2 separate regions of the Sus scrofa genome follow, and region 2 is linked to region 1. The links are chromatin contacts, called in public promoter capture Hi-C maps. All regions are on one chromosome and are shown on one strand. The core of a region is the stretch at or near the end of the contact, and the rest is flanking DNA. Distances in the headings are between cores, read along the strand shown.

Region 1 (3,150 bases), core at 277-2,776:
AATAAATGGTAATTATTACTATATTGAATACTTCCACTTATAATTAGAGGTAGTTTTTGTAGTAGCACCCTCGGGGGAACCTGGCTAGGGAGAAAAGGGCCTCCAGGCTACCCCGCGGGAGTGCTGTTCTAATGCCATGGTTTTCTGAGCAGGTCTGTGTCCCATAAGTGGCAAGGCAAACGAGGCTTGCCCCATTCCCAGATGTCCAGTCCACCCACCGGCAAAAGGCCGGGCCCTCTTGGGCTCCTTCCTCCTTTGCCTAGAAAAATACAGCAAGTGCAGCTTCCCCGGGGCTCCCGGGAGCAAGCCCAGCTGCTCTGGGGCAGTTCCACTCTACCTGTAGGAGTGCTCAGGATCCCGGAGCCCAAGGAGTGGGGCTGGCTGGGCAGGGTCACAGGAGGAAGGAGCAGGATTCTTAACCTCTCGGCTCTTGGTGCTCTGGTCTGCTCCCAGTCTGTCTGGCCTGTTTCTCGATGGCTCTCCCTGAGGACTGGGAGTACCCAAGATGGGGCCTCCACCCTGTCTCAGCAGAGGCTACTGACTCAGCTCCGGTCCTGATGATGCACTTCAGAGGACGCCCTTGTCCCCGGCCCTCATTCCAGTCCTCATTCCGACCCCGGCTTGACATTATCTACAGCATCAGAGAAGGGGTGGCTGATCCAACCCCAGCTCAACCAGCTCTCCTTTTCCTTGGGTTCTCATTGGGGGACCTTCTCATGCCTGTGCCTGGGGAGGCGAGCAGCAGCAGGATCTCCAACTCGGCCCCATTCGAAGAGCAGCCAGGTCAGGAGGTAGATGCTCACTCCTTAGAGGACAACTAGAATGGATTGGCCAGGGCTCCCTTTGGCTGTTAAATATAAGTTACTAGCCTTAGAGCACCGCGTGCCTGCTTCTGGTTTGGGATTGGTGAAGATTTCAAAGATGCCTCTTTCTGGTTTGGGATTGGTGGAAAATCTCCCCTTCCACTTAAATGCTACCCTCCCCCCACCCCACCCCCTTTGGCAAACCGACCAGAGACAGCCCCCAGGAGCTTTGACAGAGGGAGTAAATGAGCTGCTCGCACACGTGGGGAAAGGATTGTCAGTGTCCAGGCGTCACTCTCAGCCACATCCCACCCAGGGCTCAGAGACCTGGACCTGCCCAAGCAGCGTTTCCGTAGAACACACTGATTAGCGCACAGATGGCTCTTCCTGGCACCCTGGGCTGTCAGCTGGTGCCCCCCCTCCCCCCTACAACTGGTACCCACAGCTGGAGATCTTCAGCGCAGCTGGAACTCGCCCTACATTTCTAGTGCCCATTCTGCCCAGCCTGTCGTTGGCACCTCACTTTCTGAGCCTCAAACAACACTGCCCTCCGCATCACCCCTCCCCAGTATCCGACAGGTGGCAGGTACCTGCCTCTTCTCCGAGGATGGACGAGTCGAGCCGGGCACAAGCATGGAGCTGCGGGTGAGTCCTGACTGGTACTGGAGCGGCGCAGTGAGCAGCAGCTGACGCAGAGGGCTCCCTGGTCTCCGCTCCAGCCCGCCTCTCCCCCACCTCCGCCGGGGGCCCAGAGAGGACCTCCCCGGGAAATCGGCGCCACCCAGCGGGCAGCTGCCTCATTGCGCCGGGGCCGTCAAAGTCACACCCCGCGTTTCGCGTCACTGAGACGCATCACGGCTATTGGCTTTTTGCTATTGTGGCGTCATTAGACTCCGCCCGGCCAGGGTCTCCCAGGCGACCGATATATACAGAGAGCCACGTGAAGGAAAGGTGAGTTTGGAGGCGGGGTGGAGCACAACGAGAAGGGTCCCAATGCGGCAAGAATGTGGCACGACGGGAGAGGTGTAAGGTACTGGGAAAGAGGAAGCGTCTTGGGGGGAAGGGTCAGAAGTTGAGTCCCAGGGCATATATAGCAGCTTTTAGTATTTAGGGAAGGCTAAATGTTCCTCTCCTTCCCACCCGACCAGGAGCGGACCTGTTTTTTTGCCTCTTCTCTTTTTTCTCTACTCTTTAAGACTCTCCACTCAGTAACAGGAGACCAGTGATTAGTGATGACCCCTTGACTGGGTGAACGGAGGCACTGAGTCAATGGAAGGATTCTCTTTTGTCTTTTCAGAAAAAGCCGAAAGGAAATTTGAATTTTTGCCGCTCCTTTTCTTTGTGTATAACCTTTCTCTACTTACACTGCGGTGGTGAAGAAAACCGCATAGCCATGTAGATTGGTGCCGGGGCAAGTCCAGGTTTTCAATTTCACCTGGACCATCAATCCTTTCGTGCCCTTAGCTGCTTCTCTTGTTCTTATGCAAGGCTGGTATTTCTGCCCATCATCACTCTGAAGTCCCTTCTTGTCTTCTCTTTCCCAGAGAAACTAGAAGCAATCAGGAGGAAAACACTTAAAGTTCTTCCTACAAATATATCCAAATCCAGTGTTCCCTCTGCTCCAAGAGCAGTGAAAGAAGTGTCCCGCTTCTTGTCCAGGACAAATCCCTTCTGGATTTCAACTCTTTAATTGTTCCTTAGTGTTACCTGAAAACTGGGTTCACCTCTTGGTGGGCTTCAAGCCAAAAGACACAACCAAGCCAAAGATTGGAAGAAGGTAAAATTTATTACTTGTAGCAAGTAAGAAGAACACCGGGGCAGGGTGTGTGTGTGTGTGTGTGTGTGTGCGCGCGCGCGCGTGTGCACGGCGGTGTCTTTCCCCAAGCAGTGTATCCTGGAACAGCAAAATTGGGGAAGTTTAAAGCTAAGGGTGCATGCATATTCATGAAGGGCCTTGAGCCAAAGAGAATTCACAATAGAATTGAGGCAAAGGTTGCCAGAATCCAAGCTTTAGTTGACTGAAGTCAATGAGGGTCAGCAAAGGTCAACATCATTCCTTAGTTTCAGACCAGGGTCTCAGCTGGTAGTTACATAGTTACCATCCTCCATGGGGGGGGGGCTTAGTTCTAGCAGAACTTAAAAAGATTTACATCAGATTGTTATGTATATCCCTTGAGGAGGAGCTAAGACTTCTATTGAACTGAAGTGTCTACAAAGACAAAAAAAGAAAAAAAAACAAAACAAAAATCTTACCTTTTCTACCAACTTTCCCTTTGATGTATAAGTCTCCCAGTTCTTCCCTTTAAACAAATGAAAATCTTGAACTTAGGTTTTTGCTTTCTCCTCT
Region 2 (3,150 bases), core at 301-2,800, 300 kb after region 1:
TCACAAACCGCTTGCCGAGCCATCAGCCACTCGCCACTGGGAGACGTTTGCAGCGCCCTGGCGGTGAGCGGGCGGCAGACCTGGTGCAAAAGTGAATGAGGCCAGGTTTCTGCCTTCCAGGAGTGCACCCCGGCCCCACAGCTCGGCAGCCAGGCGGGCCCCTCAGATAACAAACTGCCCTGCAAGTCTTGGGCATCGCAGGCATCTCCTCCCTGTGGCTGCCAGCGCCGCCAGATTCTACATTCTTGCCCCACGCAGACCTGGTCTCTCTGGACTCCGACCCCTTATTTTGCCACCTAAGGCCAGGGCCACGTGCTCCAGGCAAGCCCCCACCCTACCCCGCCCCCCTCCAAGGCCCCTGCTAGCTAAGGCGGGAGGTTGTCTCAGGTTTCTTCCACCAAGGCTGGAGGAATGCCCCCTCCTCGCCCCCAGTTCCTGCCGGGACCTGCGCTGGTGTCGTTAGCTACCGTGGGAGCTGGGCAGGTTCCCCGGGGACACAAAGGGTTAAATCCAGGCAAGGGGACTCGGTCGGATTTGCCTCCTAAACGCATTTTCCAGTTCATTCCCCAGCACAATACGCCCGGGGCCGGTCCCAGCCTCCGCCCCCACCCCACCCGTCAGCGAGGCCACCGCGGGCCACCCCTGGGGTCGGGCGTCGGGTTAACCCCTTGGCCGCCAGCATCTCGAGGAAGGACACGAGGGGCACCCTCGGGAAAGTGGGTCATGCAGCCACCTGGCTGGCACGAAGCCCGCAGCGCCTCTCCCGGGGAGAGCCCACCAAACTGGGATTGGAGTTCCGAGGCTAAGCCCAGCCCCGCGCAAGGCGGGGAGGCTGCGATCCCGCGCGGCCCGGGCCTCACCCTCCGGGGAAGGAACCGCAGGTGAGCGAGAAGCCGCCTCTGCCGCAGGAGCCGGCTCTCCGCGCCGGTGGTGGGGCGACGCGGTGCGGGAGGGGGCTCAAGCGCCCGGAACAGCCTGGCAAATGGGCGGACTGGAGAAACGAAGCCCCCCTGCCATCCTCCAAGCCCAGAGCCCACCAGCGCCGAGACTGACGCCCTCCCCCTGGGGCTGTTGTCTCGTACCCCGAGACGGTGATTACGGTGATTATTTTGCATTTATGTAACATGCAGTGTTTCCAAACTGCTTCCCGAGCTGAGAGCTGGTTATTAAATAAATAGAACGCTATTACATATTATTATTTTTGTGTGAAAAACTGCGCGGAGAAAGTGCTTTCTTGCTATACAGAGACGTGCATCCGACTGCTTCCCTGCAGGGCTGGCTGTTCGGTTCCTCGACCTCTCTTTCTCCGCCGTGCCACCCGCACCCCCCTTACCTAAGCCGTGACCCAACTTTTCTGGCTCCTTTCACTCCCTACAACCCTGACGTGCCCGCCATCCAGCTCCCAGCCCCTGGGAGGCAGTGGATGGGAGGAAGGGGGGGGGGGGTGGAAAGCAGAGGCGGAACGCGCTTACCTGGGAGGAAGAAGGCGGTCAAACCTAAAGCGAGTCCCCACCAGCGTCCAGCGGCGCCCGCAAGCCCCATCCGAGCCATCGGGGTCCGGGGGTCCGGAGAGAGGAGCCGCGAGGAGAGCGCTCCTCGCTCTCCAGAAAGCAGCCCGGAAGACGAAGGCGATCCCTGCCGGCCGGCGGGTTCTCGGAGGATCCAGGTCAGCCTCAGCCGTCGGCCGGGGCGGGGTGGGCTGGGTGGGATCCGCGCGGCCGCAATCCGGGCCCCGGGCCGCCGCCGGCTCAGAGGCTCGGCAGATGCCCGCCGCAAGTTGCACGAGTCATGCCCCCTTCTCCTCCTCTGCTCTCCTCCCCGCGCCGGTCCCCGCCCTCTTCTTCCACGCAAAGCCGGCCTGGGGAGAGGGACCCACCCCCGGCGCGCCCGGCTGCCCCGCTGCGCGGCGCGGGCTCCCGGCCCCCGGCGCTCTCACACTCTCCCGCTCGGCTCCAACTTGCAGGCATCCATGGCCGGCCGTCCTCCGAGGGCGGCGGGACAAGCGAGGGCGGCGGGTCGAGTGGCGCGGTGAGCTCGGGGCCCAGGCGGAGGGGGCGATCTGGCGGTGCGGCTCCGCGGGAGAAGAGCAAGCCGGGGGTGCCGCGTCCCTGCCGCGCTGCTGCGGCTCGCTGTGCCGGATCCCGGCGATCCGCAACAATGTGGAGCTGCTCGGGCGCCGAGTAGAGCCTCGCTTGCTCCTCTCCCTCTCTTTCTCTCACTCGCCGAGCTCCAGCCTCTCAGCCGCTCTCCCCGTGATGTCAGCCCGAGCGGGAGGGGTTGGCGTTAACCCCCTCCTGGCTCCCACGCGCGGCCCGCGCTTGGCCCCGGCCTCCGCCTCACCGCGCACACCTTCCGGCCCGAGACGGAGGCGGGTCCCCAGCGAGGGCCGTGGGGTCGCGTTCAGGCCCAATGGCTCGGGAGATGCCCCTTCGGTCGCCTTTCCGCGGGGAAGAGGGCCGGAGGGCCAGCCGCCCTCCTCTGTCGCTGACAAAGGGAGGCAGTGACCCCTAGCGGCCAGCGTCGGGGGAGAAGCTGTTGGGTGGGGGTGGAGTTAGGGCCGGGTGGAGGCGGGGCGGGGAGGGGGCACTGTGGAGGAGGGGGCGTGCAGTATGGAGAATCCAGGACCCAGCAATGTCCGAGCCCAAAGGGCTTCTACAAGCCCTCTCCTCCGACCCTCGCCCCATTTTACAGATGAGGAAACAAAGGCGCAAAGACTGGTAAGGCGACTCGCCCAGGGGCTCGAGCAGAACGTGGCACGGTTTGGACTAGAAACGAGTAGCCTGAGCTCCCTCTCCTCTGCATCACGGAACGCTAAATGAAGAGGCAGCTATGCGAGGACTCTCCGGAAGCTGCCAGAAATGTCGGTGATGGGCATTAGTGGGTGAGATCGGGTCACTGAGGTTTCTGGTCTTTTCTAATTCACGCTCCCTTTGGGAGTTCCTTTTCCAAAACCGAAGCCCCGCCTCTCCCTAAATAGTGCAAGAAATTGAGCTCTGTCCCCTTTGCAGAACTTCTGTTTTGAGGGATTTGCAGGATTCCCGAGAAAGTGACCCATCCAGTCCGCGTGGGTAGCAAGGCAGGGACTCTCCACATCCGGGTGTGCTTGGCTTCCTGCCAAGGCGCCTGGGCCCTCTGGGCTCTTGGCAGCCC

The links. Promoter capture Hi-C pulls out the DNA fragments that hold promoters and counts their contacts.
Region 2: a contact with region 1 is called in a promoter capture Hi-C map of liver, with 4 times the contacts expected there. The contact joins the promoter of NECTIN1 here to the promoter of USP2 in region 1. A contact is called at or near these places in 1 of 5 promoter capture datasets (liver) and 3 of 47 Hi-C or Micro-C datasets (embryonic fibroblasts, retroperitoneal adipose tissue and subcutaneous adipose tissue).

The regions. Positions count from the first base shown.
Region 1 is chr9:46,588,828-46,591,977 of Sscrofa11.1, forward strand. USP2 (ubiquitin carboxyl-terminal hydrolase 2) reads right to left here and starts at 1,527. Exons shown (of 12, transcript XM_021062972.1): 1 at 1,398-1,527.
Region 2 is chr9:46,889,075-46,892,224 of Sscrofa11.1, forward strand. It overlaps NECTIN1 (poliovirus receptor-related 1 (herpesvirus entry mediator C)), which reads right to left and starts at 1,551. Exons shown (of 6, transcript NM_001001262.1): 1 at 1,473-1,551. The coding sequence starts at 1,551.